2 separate regions of the Sus scrofa genome follow, and region 2 is linked to region 1. The links are chromatin contacts, called in public Hi-C maps. All regions are on one chromosome and are shown on one strand. The core of a region is the stretch at or near the end of the contact, and the rest is flanking DNA. Distances in the headings are between cores, read along the strand shown.

The links. A called contact is a pair of places that touch in the nucleus more often than the background predicts.
Region 2: a contact with region 1 is called in a Hi-C map of liver, with 5 times the contacts expected there. The contact joins two enhancer-like sites. A contact is called at or near these places in 1 of 47 Hi-C or Micro-C datasets (liver) and 1 of 2 datasets of contacts at active chromatin or transcription factors (alveolar macrophages).

The regions. Positions count from the first base shown.
Region 1 is chr1:252,903,822-252,910,877 of Sscrofa11.1, reverse strand. SUSD1 (sushi domain-containing protein 1) reads left to right here. Exons shown (of 16, transcript XR_002337296.1): 6 at 281-460. Among named protein-coding and RNA genes, the nearest start is that of SUSD1, 49 kb to the left of the region's middle. Within about 2 kb of position 4,442, at least 25 of the 83 cell types and tissues checked have an H3K27ac peak or open chromatin away from gene starts, as enhancers often do. A contact at or near this core is called in liver, where this site is marked.
Region 2 is chr1:253,142,044-253,149,099 of Sscrofa11.1, reverse strand. It overlaps HSDL2 (hydroxysteroid dehydrogenase like 2), which reads right to left. Exons shown (of 11, transcript NM_001197021.2): 5 at 1,969-2,072; 6 at 237-335. Among named protein-coding and RNA genes, the nearest start is that of HSDL2, 21 kb to the right of the region's middle. Within about 2 kb of position 3,374, at least 9 of the 83 cell types and tissues checked have an H3K27ac peak or open chromatin away from gene starts, as enhancers often do. A contact at or near this core is called in liver, where this site is marked.

The DNA of each region.
Region 1 (7,056 bases), core at 3,193-5,692:
CCGGATCCTTTAACCCACTGAGCAAGGCCAAGGATCGAACCCATGTCCTCATGGATCTGAGTTGGGTTTGTTACCGCTGAGCCACGCTGGGAACTCCCGATTTTCCTTACTTTTGAACGATCTTATTTTATATATGTGCACTTGGGTTATTTGATGGGGTTAGTGTTTTCTCTTTTCCCATTGACTGGACTGTATCATTACTAACTGTTTATTTGCAAAAGATGAAAAATGGGGTAGACGTCCTGGGTCATAACTAGTGCTGTGCTACTTCCCATTGCAGAGATCAACTGTGGGCGCCCTCCGGAAGTGCCGCACGCGGTCCTGGTGGGCAATCACAGCTCCAGCCTGGGTGGTGTGGCTCACTACGTCTGTCAAGAGGGCTTTGAGAGCTCTGGAGGAAAGATCACTTCCGTTTGCACAGGGAAAGGCACCTGGAGAGCAAGTGCTTTCACGTGTACAGGTATAGACTCCATTCTGCAGGGCTTCTGGCTCCTGGAAGCAAAACAGCCAGCGGGAGCATACAGCCTAAAGACTTGGATTGCTCACTCTGTGTACTGTGCCTGGCTGTGCCATTTACCTGGGCAGGCACCTGGCTTTGGGTTTGTCAGCTAAATCCTCAAGATTTACAGGGTGGATTGGGAAAATAAGTTGGATCGAAAGTTTTATGTATCCATCTTTTGAAACTCACCTTAAATCACAGTGATTCCTGTCTCTTCCGCTTGGTGGGCTGAGAAATTTTTCTCCATGACTCATATTCTCAAGGGGGCATACTTACAAGTCCTAATTTAGCACATGTTGACAGTTTTTCAGAGGAAAGATGGTATAATGTATAGCAAGATTTTGTCATGTTTATTTTTGATCATGGTAAACTATACATGACATAAAATCTACCATCTCAATGATTTTGCAGTGTGAAGTAGGTTCATGTTGTGCAGCCTGTCGCCAGAACTTTTTCATCTTGAAAAACTGAAACTGTTAGACAGTAACTCCCTACTTTCCCCTCCCCACAGCTTCTGGCACCACCGTTCTGCTTTCTGTTTCTGTGAGGGTTTTTGTGTGTGTGTGTGCATGTGCGTGTTTGTTTTCTTCTAGGGCCGCAGATGTGGCATATGCAAGTTCCCAGGCTAAGGGTCGAATGGGAACTATAGTTGCCAGCTTCCACCGCAGTCACAGCAACGCTAGATCTGAGCCACGTCTGCAACCTACAGCTCACGGCAACACCAGATCCTTAACCCACTGAGTGGGGCCGGGGCTGGAACCTGCATCCTCACGGATACTAGTTGGGTTTATTTCCACTGAGCCACAACGGGAATTCCTCTAGGAGTTTGACTGATTGACCTCATGTAAGCATAATTATGTAGTGTTTGTCTTTTTGTGACTGGTTTATTTCACTTAATGTGTACTCCAGGTTTACATTGTCACAGATGGGGGGATTTCCTTCTTTTCATGGCTGCATACTATTCTGCTGTGTATATACCACATTTTGCTTATCCATTCATCCATTGATGGACAGTTATGTTACTTCCACCTTTTGGTTATTGTGAATAATGCTGCTATGAGCCTGGGCTTACAAATATCTCTTTGAGACCCTGCTTTCAATTCTTTTGGCTATATACCCACAAATGCCATTACTGGGTGAAAAGGAGTTTTGAGACGTCAAATTCTAGCAGTTCCATGTGCTAGCTGTGTGGCACCAGGCAAGGCATTATTCTTCCAGTGCCTCAGTTTCCTCATCTATAAAACGGTGAAAATAAAGTCTGCTTTTCCTACTTAGTTGTTGAGAGAGAATCACATGAGATAATCTATGGGGAGCATTTTGAAAAGCTTAAAGCACTGTGCACATTTTAGGTTTTTTGGTTTGTTTTTTATTTTAGGGCTGCACCCATGGCACATGGAAGTGCCCAGGAGAGGGGATCAGAGCTGTAGCTGCTGGCTTACACCACAGCCTCAGCCACGCCAGATCCGAGCCGAATCTGCGAGCTACACCACAGCTCATGACAATGCCGGATCCTTAACGCACGGAGCAAGGCCAAGGATCGAACCTGCATCCTCATGGATGCTAGTCAGATTCTTTCACTGAAATTATTTTGCTTGAGAGGATGTTCTTGTGAGTCACAAGTGTGCACCTCCACATGTTTTATTTCACATCTCCGCGTCCAAGAACCAAGGTGGGAAAAGGCAATGATTCTTATGTTTGTGATGATTGGCCAGGGGTGTGACAAGTGGTCGTCACCTGGTCTCGAATGCCTCTGGGGATTTATTTCCAGATATTGACTTGCTTGGCTCTGAAGACAGATCCCTGAAGAGTAAAATCTCAAGGGGGCTTTGGTCTGGGTCTGTGGCTTGTAGCAGAATTATGAAAGAGCGTTTTTGGTCTTGCCGATCAAAGTTTTCCACAGGAAGATCTAGCTGGAGCAAACACAATGCATGGACTCCTGGTGATTATTTGGCCAAGAGGGGATGGTTCATGGCCATTTGGGGGGTAGGAATTTGATGAAATCTATCCATTTCATCAATAGATATTTATTCAGCATATGCTGTGTATGAGGTACTTCACCGGACACTACCTTCTTGGAATTTACGGGGCAATGGGCTCAAGAGACTTTTCTGCAAAGAAAGGCACATGCACACATACGTGTAATATTTTACAAATTCAAGGTATTTATGAACCTGTGAAGTCCCGGGGTAAAGCATCTCTGGAGTGGATGACAGACTCAGCTCAGCTGCTGTCTGTGCCAAGCTCTTCCCACATTCAGTTATCTCCACCACAAAGGCAACAGGATGTAGGCGAGAGATTGCAATCATAGAAACAAAGTGTGGACATAGTGCAGTGCACGTGACCCGATTGCTGGGTGGGTAGTAGGAGAGGCTTCTGGACCTGGAGTGAGATCCAGTTTGACTATCTCTTAGGTCCATTGACTTGTCCAACTTGCACAGAGAATGACTTGTCCAACTTGCATAGAGAAGCAAGGGCAAACCCGTAACTAACCGGAAGGATGCCCAAGTCCCAGTCTTTATAATGGGGGAAATGGAGAAGAGCCAGTGCCATTTTGAACCAGACGGATAGTGGATCAAACTGTTCTTGCGCCTCTGAGAGGTATTTGGAGGAAGTGAGGCAGCTGCCTCATGGGTTGCTGAATTCAACATTTGGTGGGAGAGCAGGGCATCGCTTCTGAACCCTCAGGCATTTGCTTCATGGCTCAAGCTGCTGTGCCTTCATCATTCAGAACGATGGGGGTACCAGGATTAGTCCGTCACTCCGTGAACAACCAGGGGATCTGCATGGGGCAGAGTAAGCTATTAATTAGCTGATGCTTGTAGAGCACTTTGAAGAACAAACATGTTATGTAACCGCTAATTATAATTACCGACCTCCGCCTGCCACCTTTCACAACGTCTGTGGCTCCAGCTGCAGCTGTTTCCACGGGCTTATGCAAGCTTTGATTTAAGGAGAAAAAAGGCATTCTCCTTGAGAGCTGTGATCTTTCTGTGACGAGGCCTCTATGCCCTCAATCAAGATTGGCAGCTAAATTCAATTTCCGCCGTTAAAGAAGGTGATTTACATGCTGATTAATTCATGGCACAGTGCACATGATCCGATTGTTGGGTGGGTAGGTAGGAGAGGCTTCTGGAACTGTAGTGAGAGAGGCGGATTACCAGGGCTCTTGCTCAGCTGCCTCTTCCTTCTTTTTTCTGTTTTTCACCCATTTCTTCATAGTTCTCTTTCTCTCCAGCTCTCTGCGCATTTTATATTTATGTTCCTCAGTGTTCACTTCTGGGTTTTCCCCCCATTTTCTTCTTTCTTTCTGTCTGTCTGTCTGACTGTCTGTCTGTCTTTTCTTGGGCTGCACCCGCTGCATACGGAGGTTCCCAGGCTAGGGGTCGAATAGGAGCTACAGCTGCCGGCCCCCACCACAGCCACAGTAATGCCAGATCTGAGCCGTGTCTGTGACCTACACCACAGCTCAGGGCAACGCCGGATCCTTAACCCACTGAGCGAGGTCAGGGATCGAACGCGCAACCTCATGGTTCCTAGCTGGATTTGGGTTTCTGCCACGCCACAATGGGAACTCCGCCTTCTACTGTCCTGCCTAACTTCTGAATGCCTTTTACCCCAGTCCTCTGTTTTCCTTCTGTCTACCCCCTTTTACTACTTGAGTGTTGAGTTCCAAATTGGGTGAAATGATTTATCTTCTTGTTACATGGGGTTTTTTAGTTAAAAATATTTTTGGAGTCCCAATTTCTTTGGCCTCGTATCACAGGTATGTATATGTTTTTAATGGAGTATGAACTCCAGCAAGGTGTTTTTTTTTTTTTTTTTTTTTTTTTTTTTTTTTTTTTTTTAAGGCTGGTTTAGACTGGAAACTCCAGACAGCTAAGAATTAGGCAATTACTTGAGTGTCTGGAAAAACCCCAGGTGGAAGCTTGATGTTCAGTGAGTCGGTTCACCTCAAGATCAAAGAGACTGATTCATTCTTGATAAGACTGTCCCTGGCTTTCATTCTGCACAGGTCATTTGGCTTTTTGTGTTTAGAATCTGAGTTAATAATTATGAAGTCGACGCTCACTCACTGCAGGCTCTGAGAAGAACCTCGTCTGTATTGAAACACAGACTGTTTGACGGCTGGGATCCTTTCTGAGCCCCCTCACCCGGCTCAGGCACAGAGTCCAAATGCCTCCAGATCTCCTGGTAGCTTTTGTCCCTTCTGGGTTTTTTTCTTGTTGATCTTCCTCTTCAGCTCAGTGGGTGATCACTTGCAGCGAAACCTATTTCAGATAGAAGAGAAAGGTCAGCCAGAATAAATGCCCACATTTATGCAAATAGCCACATGGCTGGGATTTGTTTGAATATGTGTATAATGTTTAGACGTCAAGCATTATAGCTGCCATTGATCAGGTACTGACTGAAACGCCCACGGCTCAGCTAAGAGGCTTGATGCTTGATTTCACTTTGTCCTCAGAAAAACCCTGTGAAGTACTTACTGTCATTTTCATTTCAGAGCTGAGTAATCTGAGACTCATAAAAGTTAAGCAACTTTCACAGAGTCATTGAGCAACTGGCAAACGGCAGAGCCAGAATTTGAATTCAGGTCTTTAAGCCTGGCAAGCCTGCCATCTCTTGCTTACCAGAGTTCCCCGAGCTTGAATTATTTGTAGAACACCCGGGTAATGTTTGCCAGAACAAAAAAGTTATTTATTTTATAAGTTTCTTAAAACAACTTTATTTAAGAACATTTAAAAAAATTAAAGTATAGTTGATTTATATGTTGTATTAGTTTCTGGCGTACAGCAAAGTGATTCAGTTATACATACATATATATATATATATACATTCACATGTGTATGAATATATATATATTCTTTTTCATATTTTTTCTTTTCTTTTCTTTTGTCTTTTTAGGGCCATACTCACGGCACATGGGGGTTCCCAGGAGAGGGGTCGAATTGCCAGCCTACACCACAGTCACAGCAACTCGAGCCACGACAGGAACTCCATATTCTTTTTGATTATGGTTTATTACAGGATATTGAATATAATTCCCTGTGCTATACAGTAGGACCTTGTTGTTTATCTATTTTATGTGTAGTATTTTGTATTTACTAACCCCAGACTCCCAACTTATCCCTTCTCTGCCTCCTTTCCATTTTGGTAACTGTAAGTTTGTTTTCTATGTCTGTGAATCTCTTTCTTTTTTGGAAATAAGTTATTTGTATCATATTTTAGATCCCACATATATGTGATATCATATGGTATTTGTCTGTCTCTTTCTGACTTACTTCACTTAGTATGATAATCTCTAGGTCCATCCATGTTGCTGCAAATGGCATTATTTCATTCTTTTTTTTTTTTTTTTTTTCTAGGGCTGCACCTGCAGCATAGGGAAAGTTCCCAGGCTAGGGGTTGAATCGGAGCGGTAGCTGCCAGCCTAGCCACAGCCATAGCAACTCAGGATCTGAGGCGTTTTGGTGACCTATACCACAGCTGCTGGCAATGCCAGATCCTTAACCCACTGGTCGAGGTCAGGGATTGAACCTGCATCTTCATGGATACTAGTTGGATTCGTTACTGCTTAGCCACCATGGGAACTCCTTTTTAAAACATTCTTTTTATGGTTGAGTAATATTCCATTGTGTATTCATGTGCCACATCCTTTTCATCCATTCCTCTGTGATGGACATTTAGGTTGCTTCCATGTCTTGGCTATTGTATGTAGTGCTGCTGTGGATGTAGGAGTGCATGTATCTTTTCAGATTAGTTTCGTTCAGATATATGCCTGGGAGTGGTGTTGCTGAATCTTATGGCAGCTCTATTTTTAGTTTTTCGAGGTACCTCTACATTGTTTTTCATAGTGGATGCACCAATTTACATTCCCACCAACAGTGTGAGAGGGTTCCCTTTCTCCACATCCTCTTCAGCATTTGTTATTTGTAGACTTTTTAATGATGGCCATTCTGACCTGAAAACAACGTATATTTAAAACTTAAATTTATAATTTAAATTTGTTGATAAAGGACAACTTTCTAATGTATGCGATATCATGAATTTGAGGAACGCCTAGTTTTTTTTTTCAAATACACACAAAAATCAACACAAATTGAACATATAAAAATGTATTCATGTGCCACCAAAAATCACCTTAAAGTGTACAGTGCATTTTAGGAAAGCACTACTCTAAGCCATGCTATTTTATGTGATCCTAAAGCCGTAAAAACAAGAAAAGAAACATAGCAGAACTCTTATGGCTCAACATGCATTTATTCAAAGTTGTCACCTTGGGAAGCCAAACCCTTACTTCAGTGATGCTGCTGTTATCAACGTGTGTCGGTTTTGTAATCTGTTTGAGAAGTGCCTTCAGAGGTGGTTTACGAGTCATATTAGAAGATCGGTCATATCCCTTTTGAAATCAGCTACTGTTTTTTTTTTTTTTTTTTTTTTTTTTTGTGCTATTTCTTGGGCCACTCCCACGGCATATGGAGGTTCCCAGGCTAGGGGTCGAATCGGAGCTGTAGTCACTGGCCTACACCAGAGCCACAGCAACTCGGAATCTGATCCGC
Region 2 (7,056 bases), core at 2,125-4,624, 240 kb before region 1:
GGTGTTGAGTGTTTCTAGAATAGCAATGACGTAGTCATGTAGATCAAGTCAAAACTAGAAGACTGACTGAAAAGAGCCTTCTTTGTACAATAAAAGGTTGAACCAGTCTCCCACCAGACAGAGCGAGGCTATCTTTGACAGTATATTCACTCTCACCCCAACCCACCCACAAAATGCATCTCAAGAGTGTCAAAGACAATAAATAAGAATCCACTAAATAGGTTATAAGTACACACCAGTTTTCGGCCACAATGCATTGACTGCAATTTCTCCTTTAAACTCTTCCGCCATCCCGAGCACACACATAGACATACCATACTTAGCAATGGTGTAAGCTGAAAGAAACCAAGAATTTAATTAAGAAACAAATGAATTTGTGAGTATAAACTACCAATTTATTCCTATTACTATTTCCTCCTATTACTATTTCCTCCTTGATACATTTTCCAGAGTTAGTTAATAATATAATAATGCAAAACATACTTTTAATGTACTATTTTTAAAAGGACAGTTTTATAGAAATAACTGTAGTCTTATGGAAACAGTTTTACATATATCAAGGATGAATTAGTTTCACATATTCCTATCCTAATACTTGATTAAAAGAAAAGAGACAATAGTAAACTTTCATTTTCTTAACATTACCGGAATAATTATTTTATTGTTTCTTCATATTTTTTCTTTTCTTTTTAAATTTCTAATTGAAGTACAGTTGATTTACAATGTGTTAATTTCTGCTGAATGGCAAAGTGATTCAGTTACATACACACAAACACACATTCTTTTTTTTTTAAATATTCTTTTCCATTATGGTTTATCAGAGGACAGTGAATATAGTTCTCTGTGCTATACAGTAGGACCTTGTTTTACCCTCTCCATGTATAATAGCTTACATCTGCTAACTTTTCTTTTTTAAAAAATAAAAGTGGTCATTTAAAGGAAAACTGCTGCAAGTAAAACATGAAAAGTTGCAAATTCAATTAACATAGGACTTGTTTTAATCTTGTTCTAAGGGCTCCTACTTCAACTGCCTTCCTTTCCTTATTTGATTGAATTATGTTGAAATAAGGACTAAGTAACTGATACAATTATTTCAAAGGAGGCACCTATGGAGTTCCCATCGTGGCACAGCAGAAACGAATCTGACTAGGAATCATGAGGTTGCAAGTTCGATCCCTGGCCTCGCTCAGTGGGTTAAGGATCCAGTGTTGGCGGTTGCCGTGAGCTGTGGCATAGGTCGAAGACGAGGCTCAGGTCTTGCATTGCTGTGGCTGTGGTGTAGGCCGGCAGTTGTAGCTCCGATTAGACCCCTAGCCTGGGAACATCCATATGCCGCGGGTATGGCCCTGAAAAGACAAGACAAAAAAAAAAAAAAAAAAAACTCTCTTCTAGAGTGTGTAGAGTGGCTCTCTTTTTATGCCTGCTAGCACCAGAAGTGATCTCCCAACATTACTGCCCTTCCAGGAAAATGAGATTTATTTGCCTAAAAAGCAAAAAACTAAAAAAAATTTTTAAAAAGGAGGCACCTATACATAAATCTTGTTACTTAGCATACTCACCTTAAATCATTAATTTTTTATAAAAGGTAATGTATTTCATGGGTAGTTTTACAACTTTATTGAAGAGTAAGTTACATATAATAAAACATACCCACCGGGACTTGAGGGAGCTTTCTAGGATGGTGGATATTCATATCTTCATCCGAATATTGGTTATACAAGTGTATACATTTGTCAAAACTCATTAAACAGATGCATAACAATCTGTACATTTTCTTTAATGTAAATTGTATCTTGACTTTAAAAATTACAAATAGAAGATTTATGACCTACTTTCCAAAATGCTATAGGTTCTGCATAGAAAATTTAATGTTGAATGCTATGTACAAACTGTGATTACACCATAGATATACCGATTTTAATACAAAACAAACTGACGAAACAAGCCACCCCCTCACCCTGCACCTACCACAGTGCTGTTTGAACCACAGTGGGTTTAGGTTCAGGGGTGGGCTGAGATTGAGGATATGAGCAATTCGACTCTTTTTCAAATAAGGAATACATGCTTTGGATCTGAAAGCAAAAGAAAACACCAGTCAAGTTAATAGCCTTCTAACAGCTTCATCACTTTTCTAAGTTATATTTTAAACTACTTCTGCAGAGAAACTAAACTTGCTCAGTAATCTACAGCGTACTTTTTTGTTTTGTTTTTTTCACGTTTCTGGATTAAAGATAGGAAAAGCAACTCATATTCATCCTTTGAAGCTTTGCTTAATGGCCTGACAATATGATCTGCTTGATGAAAGTAATCCAATCCTTGGCCCTAAATCTAACTAAGGCTCTCCTCAACTACACATCCTTCCAAGTCAGACAGGCCTGGGTTCAAGCCTTCTTCTGCCCTTCACTCTGTGATGTTGGGCAAAATATACAGTATCCTAACTCTTGGTTTTCTCATTTGTCATTGTTGGTAATATTTGCTACCATCGAAGATTGACCAAGGGATTCAAATTAGGTGAAAAATATGATACAACAACGCATATCTTAAGCATGAAAAAAACCCTGCAATTATTAGTATTACGTTTTCTTGTTTTTTCATCTTAGTAGGTGTGGTATTCCTACCACACACTGGAACTGTAATTTAATAACATAACTCCCAATGCATTGCCAGATTTAATTTATACTGATATCTAATATAATATGCCTTTGGGAGCAATATTTAGTTTTTATATATTTTTAAAACCCATTCAAAAAGGTAGGTAATTTATTTTACAAAAGGCTCAGGTCCACAGAGTTCCCAAGTGCTACAGGTGCAACCAAATTAAAAAAAAAAAGAAAGAAAAAAAGGAGTTTCCGTTATGGCACAACAGTGACAGCAGCGTTTCTGCAGCACTGGGATGCAGGTTCAATCCTCAGTCCAGCACAATGGGTTAAAGGATCTTGTGTTTCCACAGCTGTGTCATAGGTCACAACTGCAGCTAGGATCTGATCCCCGGCCCCCTGGCCCGGGAACTCTATATGCAGCAGGGCAGCCAAAAAAAGGAAAAAAAAAAGACTCAGTTTCAATATTTTTAAATGTTTCATTACTAAGCTATAACATATATTTTAATCATGCATTGTAGCTTAATAATTTTACAGTTTTTAGTTTTATTTCACATTCAATAACTTCAACAACCTGCGAGTTCTCAGGTGGACTAGTGGTTAGGACTCAGCACTTTTACCACTGCAGCCTGGGTTCAATCCCTGGTCTGGGAACTGAGAGCCCACACCAAGCCACTGACACCATGGCCAAAAATATAAACCAAATACAATCAATACCACCGAAGAGTTTTTGTACATATTGGTTTTTCCATTCCAAAGGCACTTTGCACTTATGGGGGTGAGGTGGGGAGGGGCCAACAATCGCACAGCTAATATTCAATCCACAGTGAAGCTGTACCTCAAAGCATCAATAGGAAACAAACAGCCTACTCCAAGCAGTAAGATCATATTTCATACTCAAAGGAGAGGGTTCATTTAATTTACATTATAAACATGAGCTTCTCTTTTGATCTATGACACAAAACCTCTCCACCTGCACTTTGTTCGTCTGGCCCTCAGCATTACTAATCCTAATCAGGTACATTTCTCATGGCGACATACCCTATCTTATACGGTATATTGAAAACTCTTAGCGCCACGCTTAGATACTAATACTTTGAGCCTAATAAGATAGTTAAGTTTATTGGAAACTTACTGTGTGCTAGGCATTGCACTTACTAGTTACTACTTTCACATGAATTATTTTACTTAACCAGGGTTGTAAGCTCAAAGGTCTATAGGGCATCCGAGTTAATGAATAAAGTGAACTGGGTACAGGAAAGATCAACTGTTCAGAAATACAATCGAACATTACTGAATTTCTACAAGTATTTAACATGACACAAACACATATAATACTAGAGATTATATATTTAATTAAAACTTAGAAATATAAGGATCTGCCTCCTAGCTTCTCCGTCTTCCAAACTTGTTTCTCTAAATCACTAAAATACAAGTCACAGACCACACAGCCCTGGGCACCAGGGATCAGGAAAGAGCACCAGATCCTTGCAGAATCCTCCAAATAGGTCAGTTCTTTGGACTTTCTCCTACTCCCTCCCTGAGAATGCTTCTCAGGCTTCCCTGAGAAAACAATCTATACTTACCTTCTATGAATGAAATGAGTGTCACCAGACAAAAAACCAAAACAAATTTAAATGGAAATATTTCACTCTGAGTTTCTCTTTTATAACTTATGCCTTTCATAGAAGGCCAAAAATCTGACAGCCTTTTTTGGTCCAAAGGTCAAAGTCAGGTCTTTCATTTGGCGTTGCAATAGGAGGCCCTTAATTGGGGACAATATATATTTTTATTTAAAAATAGCCGTTAATAAATGTAGGCACATTCAACAGTGAATAGAATCTTTCCTTTGAAAAACAGTTTTCTTTTAGGGCATCTATTCCTGAGACACTTATAGACATTACTCCAATGGACTCATATTCAGTTTTTAGTAGCTTAGCACCATATAGCTTATATATTCCACTTGTAGTTCTTCAACTACGCAGCTGATACTGCAGTAGCATTCAACTACAGTAGTACTCACTGATAAAGGCAATTTAAAAAGGTTAGTTCACTTTTCTACATCAGGATTTTTTTTTTTTTGGCCGCACCCACGACATGTGGAAGTTCCTGGGCCAAACCCAAGCCACAGCAGTGACCTGAGCTGCTGCAGTGATAATGCAGAATCCTTAACCTGGGGTGCCACAAGAGGACTTCAGGACTTGTGTTTGTTTTATTTTTAACTGAACCTTCAAATCTACGAATAGGAGTATAGTATAGGCCATCTTTTTCATTTCTAGGAAATGACCTGAGTATAGGAAAGAGGCCAAACTGTTCTTGCCAAATGGGTTTTCCAAAGACATAATTTCACAAGAAAGGAGCAATGAGAATCATACATTTGTGGCGTTTCTGTTGTGGTGCAGTGGAAACGAACCCGACTAGTATTGATGAGGATACGGGTTTGATCCCTGGTCTCACTCAGTGGGTCAGGAATCCGGCGTTGCTGTGGCTGTGGTGTAGGCCAGCAGCAGCAGCTCCGATTTGACCCCTAGCCTGGGAACTTCCATATGCCGCAGGTGTGGCCCTAAAAAAGCAAAAAAAAAACACAATACAATAAAAAGAGCCATATATTTGTTTCCATAAGTCATAATGTCAGCTAAAAAAGCAAGTCTTAGTCCTAACCTTTACTTGGGAACCGGGGTGAGAATTTTCTCCCAGGTGGCAAAAAAGAACTGATTTCTTTCTAATGAAAAACAAAATCTGTTCAACAATACACTGACTACACAGCCTTGTCAAAGAATCACCACATCTGTACTCAACATGAGTAAAAGCACTGAACTGTCTGTGGTTCAAACCATGGAGGTGTATTTAGTTCTTAGAATTCATAACACGTTTTTAACAAGAGCAATTCTAAGTGAACAATACAATGAACAAACTTAATTTCTGCATTTCTGTGAAACACTTCTACATTAGTTTATACTTTAATAAGTCTGTTTTTGTTTTTGTCTTTTGGCACCCCACAGCCTACGGAGGTCCCTGGCCAGGGATCAGATCTGAGCCACAGCTGCAATCCATGCAGCAGCTGTGGCAACGCTGGATCCTTAAACCCTCTGTGCCAGGCCAGGGATCAAACACTGCCAACTCTGTTGTGCCACAGGAGGAACTCCAGATTGTAATAAGTTTAAAGTTAACACTGTCCATCACAGCAACACTGTCTACAGCTATGATCACTACATTAGACAAATTCACATTAAACTTTCTAAGACATTTCTCAGTACTTAACAAATCATTTCCTGATGTTCATGTCATAAGTATCCCGTCTAAAAAACTTTAATCACGTCAAAATTCTCCTGACATCATAAATAAATATAACTAGGTGGGTAGAATATTTATATTTGTGACTTTGTCATCAACAATAGACACTGCCACAAATAAATGTTTTCAGACATCAAGACCTTCTAAGTTTTAATTCAACCTGCTAAGCAATACTATCCCTGGTTAGGTTTATATTTTTATTTATTTATTTTTTTTTTTTTTGTGCTATTTCTTGGGCCGCTCCAGCGGCATATGGAGGTTCCCAGGCTAGGGGTCTAATCGGAGCTGTAGCTGCCAGCCTACGCCAGAGCCACAGCAACACGGTATCCGAGTCGCGTCTGCAACCTACACCACAGCTCACGGCAACACCGGATTGTTAACCCACTGAGCAAGGGCAGGGACCGAACCCGCAACCTCATGGTTCCTAGTCGGATTCGTTAACCACTGCGCCACGACGGGAACTCCCAGGTTTATATTTTTAAACACTTGTTTGTTTGGGGTTTTTTGCCTTTTGTCTTTTAGGGCTGCACCCAAGGCAAATGGAGGTTCCCAGGCTAGGGGTCGAATTGGAGCAGTTGCTGCCGGCCGGTGCCAGAGCCACAGCAATGCCAGATAAAAGCCATGTCTGCGACCTACACCACAGCTCACGGAAACACCGGATCCTTAGCCCACTGAGTGAAGCCAGGAATCGAACCCGCAACCTCATGGTTCCCAGTCAGATTCATTTCTGCTGTGTCACAACAGGAACTCCCCTAAACACCTTTTAATGAGTGTTTACATTCAAAATTCTTTCACAAAGTTATCAGCTGTAAAAGATTTTGATGCAGAGATAATTTCTTCATGTAACACATAACTGTATCACACAGCAGTATTGTTAATTTTATTTGAAAAAAGCACAAACTTTACTGAAATGTTAGTCCTTTTTGTAGTTCTTTAAGCTTCTAGCCACAATCTTGTCAATATGCTTGCCACAGATCTTACTATGGTTTGATTCTCTACAGTTCCCATTCAACGGAAATATGCTTTACACACTCAATTTAGAGAACTATGCCCCACATCTACAAAGAAATAAGTGCTCAACCATTTTACCTGAACATATGGCCCTGTTGGCATATGTCTCATTTTTCCACTTTAGATAGAGACACGGGTATGAGAAATATTACAC